Linked DNA regions of Muntiacus reevesi: region 1 is linked to region 2. The links are chromatin contacts, called in public Hi-C maps. All regions are on one chromosome and are shown on one strand. The core of a region is the stretch at or near the end of the contact, and the rest is flanking DNA. Distances in the headings are between cores, read along the strand shown. Region 1 holds the start of VPS26C (VPS26 endosomal protein sorting factor C). Region 2 holds the start of TTC3 (tetratricopeptide repeat domain 3).

The links. A called contact is a pair of places that touch in the nucleus more often than the background predicts.
Region 1: a Hi-C map of muscle shows a contact between it and region 2, with 5 times the contacts expected there. The contact joins the promoter of VPS26C here to the promoter of TTC3 in region 2. A contact is called at or near these places in 2 of 3 Hi-C or Micro-C datasets (blood and muscle).

What each region holds. Positions count from the first base shown.
Region 1 is chr8:28,862,657-28,869,116 of mMunRee1.1, forward strand. It overlaps VPS26C (VPS26 endosomal protein sorting factor C), which reads right to left and starts at 5,112. Exons shown (of 8, transcript XM_065943119.1): 1 at 4,992-5,112. The coding sequence starts at 5,048.
Region 2 is chr8:28,693,657-28,700,351 of mMunRee1.1, forward strand. TTC3 (tetratricopeptide repeat domain 3) reads left to right here and starts at 2,682. Exons shown (of 46, transcript XM_065943337.1): 1 at 2,682-2,808. It overlaps PIGP (phosphatidylinositol glycan anchor biosynthesis class P), which reads right to left and starts at 2,512. Exons shown (of 5, transcript XM_065942822.1): 1 at 2,359-2,512; 2 at 1,781-1,884. The coding sequence starts at 1,862.

The sequences.
Region 1 (6,460 bases), core at 3,862-6,361, 170 kb after region 2:
GCAGCACCCAAAATGCTATCATCTCTATTCGCTCTCCTGGGTTGCCAGTACCCTCTTCCTCCAAGTCCAGTATGGGAAAATATCCAGCAATCACTACAGCAACTGACAAGCACATACCATGCCATTTGTGAGGTGTAGGAACAATGTAATTTACATCAGCGACTGTGAAGTCATAGAAAAGCGTAGTGTTATCACCACCTACCATTTGACCCCTCCCTCATAGCTCAGCTGGTAAAGAATCTGTCTGCAATGCAGGAGGCGTGGGTTCAATTCCTGGGTTGGGAAGATCCCCTGGAGAAGGGAAAGGCTACCCACTCCAGTATTCTGGCCTGGAGAATTCCATTATAGTCTACGGGGTTGCAAAGAGTCGGATATAACTGAGCAACTTTCACTTCACTTCACTTGGGTCTGAACCTATAGTAAATATCTTGAAACATTATCTCATGTAATTCTCATGACAAAGTCTCTGAGCAGGCTCAGACTCATCCTCCAGATGAGAATTAAGACCTGGAGAAGTTGCACTTAGAAAAAAAAAAAGCCTGCTTTTTTCAAAAGGGCTACCATTTAGTAAGCCAAATAGCTGATTTATGAAGTTAAAATAAAAAAAACAAACAAACAATAAACATGAGAGTGAGTGAAGTTGCTCAGTCATCTCCAACTCTTTGCGACCCCATGACTGTAGCCCGCCAGGCTCCTCCATCCATGGGATTCTCCAGGCAAGAATACTGGAACAGGTTGCCATTTCCTTCTCCAGAAGATCTTCCCAACCCAGGGATCTAACCCCAGTCTCCTGCATTGGAGGCAGACGCTTTACCGTCTGAGCCACCAGGGAAGTCTAAACATTAGAAGAGGGGAATAAACCCAAGGAAAAGAAAACATATACTCCGGAAAGTTAAGATAGCAAAGTGTCTTTAAAAAGTCACTGACAAATGAGATGAGGGTGAACAGCTGTAAAAGGTGGGGAAATAAGAATAAGAGAAGCCAGTCTGTGGACTTGGATGGCTTTGCCAGTGTCTCCCAGGTCCTGCTCTCTTTGCTTCTATTGTCTGTTCCTTCTGCTGGAAACAAATAGGACTGGGACTGGGGGGTGGGGGTGGGGTGGAGCAGAGACAGACCCCGGCCCAGCACTTAGCTTTCAACACTAGGTTGGAGCATCACCATCTCAATGAAGCTCCAGAAGGGCCCTGCCCACCCCCTCCACAACTACATCTCACTCTGTGCTCCCTCACCACAGAGACGCACCCACTGGGGCACAAGTGAGGGTATGTTTTACGATTTTCTAAATAACATTTCCTTTTCTCTAGCTTGCTTTATTGTAAGCATACAGTATATAATACCCACAACACACAAAACATGCGTTAACTGTGTATGTTACTGGTAAGGCTTCTGGTCAACAGCAGTTTATTGGTGGTTAAGTCTGGGGGGAGTCAAGAGTTATATGCAGATTTTCTATTGCAGAGGGGAGTGGTCAGCAGCTTTACCCCTCGCTTTGTTCAAGGGTCAATTGTACACTGCAACCTCTATTAGAAGAAGCAACACTGGCTTTTCTTTCACACTTGCCATATGAGGTCTCCTTTTATAAAGCACTTACTGTAACACACATTTAAGTGTAAAAGTGACCGAAGACTGGGAAGTCATACACCAACAGGTGCAGAACCTGTCCCTAACCCTCGCACGAAGGGTTGTGCACAGGAGGGGCGGGGCTGGCACCACCTTCCACCCAGCGCCCCCCCAGGAGAGGTCCTGGCTGCCTTAGACTTTCGGGTGGGTCAGAGGGATGATTCCAGTTCTTCATCTTTTTCAAATGTACTTTTCATCACTTGTTTTCATTCCTTTGCCAACAAAGGCCCGTCTAGACAAGGCTATGCTTTTTCCAACGGTCATGTATGGATGTGAGAGTTGGACTTTAAAGAAAGCTGAGTGCTGAAGAGTTGATGCTTTTGAGCTGTGGTGTTGGAGAAGATTCTTGAGAGTCCCTTGGACAGTGAGGAGATCCAAGCAATCAATCCTAAAGGAAATCAGTCCTGAATACTCATTGGAAGGACTGATGCTAAAGCTGAAACTCCAATACTTTGGCTACCTGATACGAAGAACTGAGTCCTTGGAAAAGACCCTGATGCTGAAATAGAAGGCAAGTGGAGAAGAGGATGACAGAGGATAAGATGGTTGGATGACATCACCGATGCCATGGGCATGAGTTTGAGTAAGCTCCGGGAGTTGGTGATGGACAGGGAAGCCTGGTGTGCTGCAGTCTGTGGGGTCGCAAAGAGTCGGACAGGACTGGGCGACTGAACCAAACTTTTATTACTTCTACCATACTTTTAAACACAGAAAACATCTCAGTTGCTGTAACATCTTGGAATAAAATGTGCTACCTTTTGAATGAAAATAATAAGTATTAAAACTAAATGTACATATTGTCTGTCACTGCCTCCCCCCCCCTTTTTTTTGATTCATTTATTTTTTCACCTTTTGGCTTCACTATACAGCATTCGGGATCTTAGTTCCCTGACCAGGGACTGAACCCTCAGACACCTGCAGTGGAAGCATAGACTCTTAACGGCTGGACCACCAGGAAAGTCTTCCCAATTCTTACTTTTGGTATTTTCCAAGCTACAGAAAAGTTATGAGAATACAAAGTACCGAGAAAAATGAAACCCTCACACACTAACGGTAAGAACGTAAAACTGTGCAGGTGCTTCAGAAGACTATTTGGAAGGCCCTCAAATACCTAATATAAAGTTAGTGTTGTTGAGTCACTAAGTCATGCCCAACCCCATGAACTGTAGCCCGCCAGGCTCCTCTGTCCATGGGATTTTCCAGGCTGGAAGACGGGAGTGGGTTGTCATTTCCTTCCCCAGGGATCTTCCTGACCCAGGGATTGAACCCGCATCTCTTGCACTGATGGCTGGGTTCTTTACCACTGAGCCAAAGTTAGCATATTACCCAGCAAATCCACTCCGAGGTATATATCCAAGAAAAATGGAACATATGTTCACACAAAAACCTGTATTAGATTAACGCTGTTCATGCATTAATCATAATAGTCAAAAAATGAAAACCACCCAAATGTCCATCAACAGATGAATGGATAAATAAAATGTGACGTATCCACACAACAGAATACTACTGAGCCATGAAAACAAATGAGGAACTGATAAGGGCTACAACAGCATAACGTATTCAAAGTTCACGCGTAAGTGAAAGAAGTCCGTCACAAAAGACCACAGATTGTACAATCCTATATACCTGACCATGTCCTAATTGGGCAAATCCACTGAGACAGAAAACAGATCTGTGATTGCCTGAATCTAAGAGGGAGAGCGAATGAGGAATGAAGGATTCTGGGTGCGGTGTTTCTTCTGGGGAGGGGGTGATAAAAATGTTCTAAGATTAGATGGGTGTGACAGTTGCACAACTCTGAATATACTAAAACCATTGAATTATACACTCGAAAAGAGTGAATTTTATGGTATTAGTTCTCAATAAAGCTTTTTTTAAAAAGGCATTAAATTAGACCCATAAGACTTTCAAGCAGAGTCAGCAACTGTTAATATGTTGGCGCTGTTGCTTTCTTTCTCCCCACATGCACACACACAAGTTATGACCAGGCCATTTAAAATTTAGTTATTATTACACTTCACTCCTAAATACTTCAGCATGTAGAGCATTCACCCACATAACCGAAATATGAACATCAGACTGGGGGAATTTAAAGCTCTTATTTAACATATACCCCATATTCAAATTTATCAAAAATTAGCTATCACATTTGGTTGTTATATCCCTGTCATCTCTTCAATCTTAAAAAAAAGTTGTCCTGTCTTTTTAATGACACTGACATATTTGAAGAATCCAGGCCAATAAATGCACAGAATGTTCCTCAGTTTTGAATACGCCTGTTTCCCTATGAACCGAGTAAAGTGACACAGCTTGGGCAGGAACACCACAGAGCTGAGCTGTGTCTTCCGTGCTTCCTACCAGAATCCTCTATTACAGTCCGATAATGTGTCAATTATGGCGGTATGGTGGTATCACCGCTGGTCTCGGTTAGGACAGGGACTGTAAGATTCCTGCACTATAAACGTAGCTTTTCCCCTTTGTAATTAATAATCTAGAGATGACCAAATTATCTTGCATCTGTGTAAACGTGAGGTTTCCTTAATGGTCTTGCCCCCAAAGAATTTAAGCATCCCTTTTGAGCCCTCGCTGCATTCACCTGACCAGCCACTCCTCTCAGTTTTATTCCACACTCTCTCAGAGGTGGCTGCGATTTCAACCCTGGCTGCACAGGGGCCAGAATCACACGGGTCTGTGATTACACTGACTGAGACTCCGGTCAGTGTAAATTGCCAGGGCGATGGATTCTGATTTAGTTACAGTAAGGGCTGAGATTGCCCGACTTAGAGGGAGAAAAACCTTGCATTTTCCTTTGGCAAACATGCAAACTGGCGCCCGAGGAGATAAAGTGGCCAGTGGCACAAAACTTGTTCATGGCATCGTTAAGATTTTTTTTTTTAATTCGCATTTTAACATGCAATTCCTTCGGTCCCCAAAATCAGAGAAACGAGAAACTTTTGTATGGCCTACGGTGTATTTCTGCTTCCATGGTTACATCTGCCTTTCTGGCCCTAGACCTTTGCATTCCTCTTACTAGCGAGGAACCGAGCGTCTGCTGGTCGAGCTCCTCCGACCGCAGTGCTAAGTCACCGCTCAAGCCCCCAGCCGGGCTGGATGTCCAAGGGGCCAGACGGTTAAGCGCTGCAGTCCAGGCGCCCTACACGCCCCCCAGCCGCGGCGGCGACCCCGGCGGACGCCGTTGCAGAGCAGTCAGCCGTGCAGGCGAGACGCACCTGGCGGGGGACGCACCTGGCGGGGGATGCACCTGGCTGCTCCCACCTGACCCGGACGCACCCGCCCAGGAAAACTCAGAAGTGTGCCAGACCCGGGGAGACCACAGAACCTGCAGGCCCGCCCACCCCCCAACTTACCCCAGCGTGATAAACCTTGTTCGCTCTTTTAATCTTAATGTCCAGGGTGGTCCCCATCGCGAATACTCCGCCTGGCGCACCACTTCCTGCCGCGCGTGACCGAACGGCGAGGAGGGCTCGCCCCGCCCCTCCTCCCGGGGCCCCACCCCTTTCTTCTCCCCGCCCGCAGCTGCGTCACGTGACCCCCACTCCCGCGGTCTGTACGACTTCCCCCCTCCCCCCATCCTTCTTCCTTCCGGCGCAGGGGCGGGCCTTAGCGCGGGTCGAGGACTGTCACTCTTGGCCCGGCCTCCCCCGGGCGAGAGGGGCGGGATCGAGGAAACCCCACCCCTTCCGTAAGACCAGTCTTGAGGCCGGAAATACCTCTTCTTCTCGCCCGTTGACCAGGGGGAGGAGGTAAACTCGGCTCTCCCGGCGTGCCCCGCGGGAGGGGGCGGGGCCGGAGGCGCGCCGAGGGCGCAGCCCGTACCCGCAGGCTGAGGCTCCCGTCAGGCTGTGCGGCGCGAAGCGGAGCTATGCTACCGCGTTGCCTTTAAGGAGGTGATAATGGAGACTGCCTTCTCTTCTAATCCTTTCCTCTAGTTGCCTCTAGTTCCCCCCACCCCCCGCTTTCTTCCGGCGGCGCTGAGGACACAGGCCTTGTGTCCATCCTCGACGAGGCGGTCCTCCTTGCCCTTTCCACAGCCCCGCGCTCCCAGCCTGCAAAGCGCTGATTGGCGGGCTTCCACCCCGCCGGCGGCCACCGAGGTCTTCAGGGAGCGCTGGCGGCCCGGCCCCGCCCCGCCGGGCCGCGGGGGCTTGTGGGTACTCCAGCGACGCGCGCCCTGGACGAGGCGTTGAATATTCATATTAGTGCGCAGAGTATGACGAGGCGCGGCTCGCAGGCCGCGCGTCTCGGCGGTGCGTGGAAATGTATAACCTCGAAGCTGAGAGGGACCTGCCTAATTTTTTCATTCTCAGCGAGCCCCCTCACCTGGACACAAGAAACGTATGACTTTCCGGAAGGACTGCCTCCAGGCAGAACAGCCGACTACGTTTATTGACATAAAATTCCAAGGTTTTAAACAGGGGGCTTTCTAATAAGACAGGCATATTTTTAACTGTTTTGGTCCCTGACTTAATACAGCGAAGGAGTGCTTTTGATTTTTAAGATTCTTCGATTCCGATTTTCTTTTTTTCTTAAAAGTACGTTACTTTCAGGATCATGTGAGAATTTTCCTGTAAAACGGTTTCCTGACTCTCACGAGTACTTAACTTATGAGACTGTAAGGTGTTTTCTAGGACAACCGTGACGGTGCTATAGCTACAGTTGCTTTTGAAGGTTGATAACAGGTATTTCCCAATATTCAGATCTCAGTTTCCAGCTCCTCTCTGCCCCCCAGGGCTTCCGTTGCGGTCTGGGGTAACTTCCCCGGCAGCTCAAACTCAGCAATTCTAAAAACAATTCATTAGGGACTTAGTAATCACTG
Region 2 (6,695 bases), core at 1,432-3,931:
GCTTTTACTAAAAAACTTTTCTGCATCTGTTTTGCAGGGAGCTGCGGTAGAGGCAGCACGCACCCAGAGCAGGGAAAGAGGCTCATCCGAGCTCCTTTCCCAGGGCTACCCTCAGCATCTTAGCATCAAGCCGCCGCAGCTTTCAATTTTTCTGTGAGCATCTTTACCTGAACTGAGTATCTTTATCAAATTGAGTGCTTAGGCTCAACTTTTGTGCATTAGCAAATGTGCCCTTCATTTTATACCATTCCGGCTCTCAAAGGTTTCGTGAGAATGCGTGTGTCTGAAAGTTGCTCAGTTGTGTCTGACTCTTTGTCCACCAGGCTCCTCTGTCCATGGAATTCTCCAGGCAAGAATACTGCAGTGGGTAAGCCATTCCCTTCTCCAAGGGATCTTCTTGACCCAGGGATCGAACCCAGGTTTCCTGCATTGCAGGCAGATTCTTTACCATCCAAGCCACCTCCAGTTTTGCAGGGGAAACCTCTACTTACTGTTCCTACGCCTCACATTCTTTTAAGTGCTCTGCATAAATGATGGCAACTTATCTTTACAACAGACATAAAGAAGCAGCACAGTGACATCAACCCAGTGTGCCGGGGTGGATATTCTAACTTTATCTTTTATCAACAGTGTGACTTTAGGCACATTATTTAAGCCCCGTGTGCTCAATATTCTCATCTGCAAATGAGGACAGTAATGACAATTTCTATCTCACAGGACTGTGTTATGCTTCCTTAGCTTTTGATAGACATGACCACCCTTCCACAGATGAAGCCTCTGAAGAATCGAAGACGCAAATAGTCCTCCACAAAGCAAATCTGTGGAGGAGTCAGGATTTGGACTCAAGCTATAACTACTTCAGAGACTGTCCTAGCCATAGCTTGGTTGGCTATACAGATGCAGTTAGGGTTCATAAGCACTGCCACTCCATCTCCCTGGTTTCCACAAAATTCTAAAAAGTTTTGAGACTTTTTAGTCACTTTTCTCCCTAATTCTCAAATCCTTCTAGGGAGAGACATGAGGACTGCTATACTACTCTGGGAATATGGTGTGTCAGTGAACAAGCTTTCTTATCTGTAAAATGGGACCATATGGGGACTGACTGAGATCCAGGATGTAAAGTGCAGCTGACTTCTGGAGCGATTCCTGTTCCTCCCAAGCTTCCACAGCTGCACTGGGGCCATATCAGATTACTCCTTTCCAAACCTCACCATGCGTCCCTTCAAGGCCTTCCCACTTCTTCCTTCTTACTGCTGAAGATAAAGTCCCTGGGAGAAAAATTAACTCTTTCTTTTTTTGGCTGCACTGCTTCAGAGCCTTGTGGGATCTTAGTTCGATGACTAGAAATCGAACCTGAGCCTTGGCAGTGAGAGCTCGAGTCCTAACCACTGAATCGCCAGGGAATTCCCTGAATTTCCATTTTGATTTATCTCTTCACTAGGTTCCCATGGCACGTATCACAGTGTATTAACTGAGATTTAATCTTCTGTCTTGTCCACAAAACCAAGACCTTCTTAAGGGCAAGGATCAGGTTTCATTTCCTCTGCAATCCTACCTGGTGAGGCATTTTTAAAGATTTGTTGAGATTAAATCTTTCAGGCTCACGTCTGGAATACAGAACACTCTGAAAAGACAAGAGTTCTCTTCAGGTTTTCTCAAAAAGAGACAAAGGCAGAAACAATCACAGTTCCTGTGTGCACATTCTACTAACAAACAGAATAATTTCCTTGTCCTTGAACTTCAGAGAAAGGCCCTGGCCATTCATCAGGAAAGTACTTACTGAAACCAAATTGGGAGCTTAAGAAAAGAACAAAGCCATAAATCGCTCTTTCTGGCAATGGCGACGGTGAATTTTCCACCATTTTCCCCGTGGCTTTAGATATTCTGTGGGGGAAAACAAAAGCAAGTCATCTGTCAGTGATCCAATCATTTTCACTATGGGTCTATTATAATCTCACCGTTTTGCTACGGGCACAGCCTCTGCGTTTCTCTAGTAAACCAAACAGGTGACACCGGCGCACTGACCTCCGACACACACCTGCTTGCACACGGGCACAGAAACACCCAAACGTTGCCTGCACGAGCAACCAGCACCCCCGACCTCACGTGCGCGCGCACACAAGCACACGCGCTAGCGCTTGCACGCCCTGCAGTGAAACGTGTGGGGAGGCAAAGGGAGAGCCGCGGATGGGGGGAGGGGGGGGAACCTGAACGCCAGCCCAACTGTGCAGGCTTCGCCTCCGCGAGAACAGGGAAGAAAGGGCAAGGAGGGATGGGGGGCCCGCGCGCAAGAGCCCTCCCGCCTCGGCCTCGACACCCAGAACTGGGCCCTGCCCTCTCGTAGGTCAATTTTCTCACTCGAGTTACCCCCCGGGTTGCGGGGTGGCCCTCGACCTTGGGTCCTTCAAGCGCTGACTCCCCCCGCAGCACCTTCGGCCACCTGAGGGCCGAGGCCTCGGCGCAGGCGCAGACCAGGGGATCCGCAGGAGGGCGAGAGAGGACAAACTGCGAACCGCCCGGTCGCCACGGCAACCCCGCCCGCGCGCAGGCGCACCTCGACTCGGGTCAGTCAGCCGCTCGAGAGCGCGGGGGCGAGCAGGAAATCGCCTGGCTCGCGGCGGGGGGCGTGGCGTGGCGTGCGCGACGGCGCATGTGCGGTGCGGCTCACGTGACACACGTCCTCCCGCCCCCTCAGCCGCCGCCGTGCCGCTCGCGCCCACCCGCCCGCCGGCTGACGTGGAGGTCCTGAAGAGGCGGAGGCGGCGGCGGCGGCTGCCAGCGTCCGAGGCTCGCGGGCTGCGAGCCCCGGTGAGTGCACACCTGGCGCGCGGCGGGGCTGCCGGATGTGTCAGCTTGTCGCGCAGCAGCCGAGATGCCCGGGGCGAGGGGCCCTCCACACCCCCTCAGTGGGTGTGTGGTGAGTGTGGGTGTGTGCGCGTCGTTGGCTGTGGTGCCTGCAGTGTGTGTATGGGGCGGGGGGATGGTGTCGGTTCGAGGTGTGTGTGTGTGGTGTGTGTGGCCGGTGTCGTCGGTCCCAGTAGGTGTGTCTCTTTTGTCTGGTTTCCCTGTTCTGCAAGTGTGGGTCCCTCGGGGCTCCTGTGAGAAGGTGGGAGAAGCCCGTGTGTGTGTACGCGTCCCCCGGCCGCCCTCGTCGCCGTCGGTGCGCGGGTGACACCCCCGCTAGCATTGGGGGGGTCCGCCGGCCCGAGCGCGCGTGGACATGCGAGGTGTCTCCCCTCCCGGCCCCTTTGTGTCAGCGCAGATTCTTCCCGGCCAGGGCGTGGGCGCCCCGGCTGTGTGGGTGCCCCCTCCGCCTTGGTGTCACAGCCTCTCTTGGGGGTGCTCGCCCCCCACCCCACCTTGGTGTCAGCTCCTCTCTTGGGGTGCTCGCCCGCCCGCGCGCGCGTGAACGCGCGCCTGCAGTCGTGACCCACCCCCTTGCAGCAGCGTCCTCGTAGGGGGTGCGTCCTCGCGTGTCCCCGCGCGCCTGGGTCCTAACGAGTGCGTGTTCTCCGGGGTGCGGGCTTTTGTTCGAGAGTGTTGGTGAACGTTCTTGCACGTCCCCCTCCTCCTGTGTTGCGTTCTTTACAAATGCGCCACCTGTTTTCGAGAGAATGGCTGCCGAGTTGTGGGGAGGGGGTCGGGGGAGGGAGACCTGAACGCAGTGCTCGCTGCGCCTCTTCGGAGCATCCTCTCCTCCACCCCTCATCGCTAATGGGAAGAGGCGGGGACAGCCGCGGGTCCGGCTAGCTGCTGGGTAGTGTTTAGGATGTCCAGTGTGACCGGTCGAGTCAGCCTGTTCTGGGGACGGAATAAGGGGGCCGGGGGCCAAAAATGGAGCTAAGGCGTAGGTGAATGTTATTTGGTACCCATGTGGCGTACCGTTTTTAGAGGCCTCCTAAGATGCCCAAAGATCTCCGATGGCAGACTCCTTCCAAAATGTATATATACGCGACAGCTGGGCAAATACATTCTAGCCAATCCTAGGCGTTCTTGATGATACTTAATGGTTCACGTAAGTGTTTCGTGGCATTCACATAAATTACCTTTTTTAGTTTTTGCCCAGCGTCCTGGCGATGGAAACAAGGTAGACAGCTTACAGGTTTCAGTCCTCCTTTGGGAGCAATTTTCTCATAATTACAGCTCTGGTTAGGTACATTTTGTATTGCAGGAAATTTGCGTTTTATCCTAAGGGTGATGGGATTTATTACAAGGGAAGGAAGCTTCAAACACGTTAGAAAACCAGCTGCTCCTCTTGCTCAAAGGTTCGTGCTCTGCGCTCAAGGGCTGCGTTTTTGGTCTCTGTTTCTCCCTGTTCATTTGCTCAATTTTCTTACTCCTGCCTAATTTTCTGGGATTTTGTTTCTTTTAAATTTCTGGAAGATTTCACACATAGAATACAGAGTGGAATCTAACCAATTCATGACTAAGATTTGCAGATGTATTTTGCCGAATTTACTTCAGATCCTCTTTTTAATTTAAAAGAACTAAAATTGCAAAATGTGGAGGTGCTCTCATTTCCGCCCCTCCTTTCCTAGAGGTAGTCACCGTGTTTAGGTTTGTGTATATCTGCTTGCATATTTTATACTTTGATCCCGGTGAATCGATAAATATATAGTGTTGTGTATTTTAAACTTTAATGTTATTAAACAATATGTGTCTTTTTGCAACTTGCCTTTTTTGATCAGCATCACATTTTCAGATTTACATGTGAATAAATTGGGTAATTGTGTTTGGTTCATTTTAATTGCTGGTATAGAATTCCATTGTATGAATATACCATAATTTACTTATCCGTTTTGCTACTGATGGACTTTGAAGGTTTTTTACTCTAAAAACAGTCCTGCCTTGAACATCTTTGTATTTATCTGCTTTGTGCACACGTTTGGAAATTTCTTGAGAACATACACCAAGTAGTGGATTTTGCTGCCTAGTAGGATATATGCATCTTCAATGTAACCAAATATCAGGGAGGCTCTCAAAGTGGTTGCACTAACTCATCACTCTGACTGGTATTGAGTGAAGACACCCATTTCCTCACACTCTTGTTAAACTCTTTATGTTACCTGACTTACATTTTTGCCTTTTCTTTACTGACCAGCTTGCTTATAACTTTAACTTGCAGCTAAATTTGCTTACCTTGGCTTCTGCTCTAGCCCTGCGTGAAGCCTATGGGTTCCTCTCTCACAGCTGACTCAAGCTTATATCTCATTCGGTTCTCATAAAGTTAATTGCAGTGAACATTTATTTTGTACCTAATGTACTTCCTGTGGTTGATGTAAGATAAAGATTTCCATGGTATGTTAGATGTACCTCTCTAGTGGCAGGTGAGGTGGTTTAATTACTTTTTTGCATATGATGAATGGATTTTTAAAAATCTTTTTTCCTCTTTAATGTACTACTTATACTTAATGCTTTCAAAATATATGTGACATATATGCAAGTTGTGAAGCAAGACAGTAAAATGAATGCCTCTCAACCCACCACTCAATCCAAGAATCAAAATGATGATTTTGAATGTTACCATCCCCAGGGTGACTACTATTGAATTGTGTGTCATTCCTTGTATTTTAAAAATACTTTTATCAAATATGTGTATATCTCTCAACAGTATATTGTGTGGTTTCTATTGTTTTTGAATTTAAAAAAAAGAATACTGGATACAGTTTGTTGGGCTGGCTTATTTCACTCAATGTTACGTTTTTGAGAGTCACTGATATTCAGATAGACATGTCATTAATTTTCATGGCTGTGTAATATTCTGTTGGAGAATATAACACAGTGTATGCATTCTTCTATTGATAAACATTTCGGTTGTTTCTAGGTTTTGCTGTTTTGAAGATTTTTATATATATATCTTCTGGTACACAGTTGCAAGAATTTCTCTACTTTGCACACTGGGATATATGCCTTCCAGGGAAGAAATAAAGATTTTCTGAGGAGTATTTGGGCACAAGTGATATTAATGAATCAATTTGTAGATCATTAAATTCCACGTGTATCCTTTCCTAAAATTGGTAATGCCTGAAGCCTGTGATGGAAACTTCCTCTTGGTTCTATTTGCCCACCTCCCCCTTCAGAGTAGCATTTCTGCCTTAAATTAGGAAGGCATACCGCCTACTTGCCTGGAATCTTACCAAGGTAATGTCCCAATTGAAAAACTCTCCATGGTACAAAAGGATAATTTAAAATACATGCAGCTATAGTGTTAGGGAACACTTCCTTTTAATGAAGACATTTTCCATCTCCTCAAGAGCTGCATTTCCAATAAACTGTAACTTTTATGTTTAATATCAGCATATGTAGGGTTTCCCAGGTGGTGCTAGTGGTAAAGAATCTATCTGCCAATGCTGGAGGTGTAAGAGACACAGGTTCAAACCCTGGGCAGGGAATATCCTCTGGAGGAGGGCCTGGCAACTCACTCCAGTATTCTTGCCTGGAGAATCCCGTGGACAGAGGAGCCTGGTGGGCTACCGTCCATAGGGTCACAAAGAGTGGCACACAACTGAAGTGACTTAAGAGTGCACACACACACATCAGTATATATACTAGTTATCTTTTGACGAACTCTATGCTGTAATAATTACAACATTTTAAACCAGTGGTATGTCAGTGTTATTTTAAAATGTCACTGTGATACTCTAGCAATTCATCCTTTGCAATTAAACTTAGAACAGAAATTTTTATGTCATTTT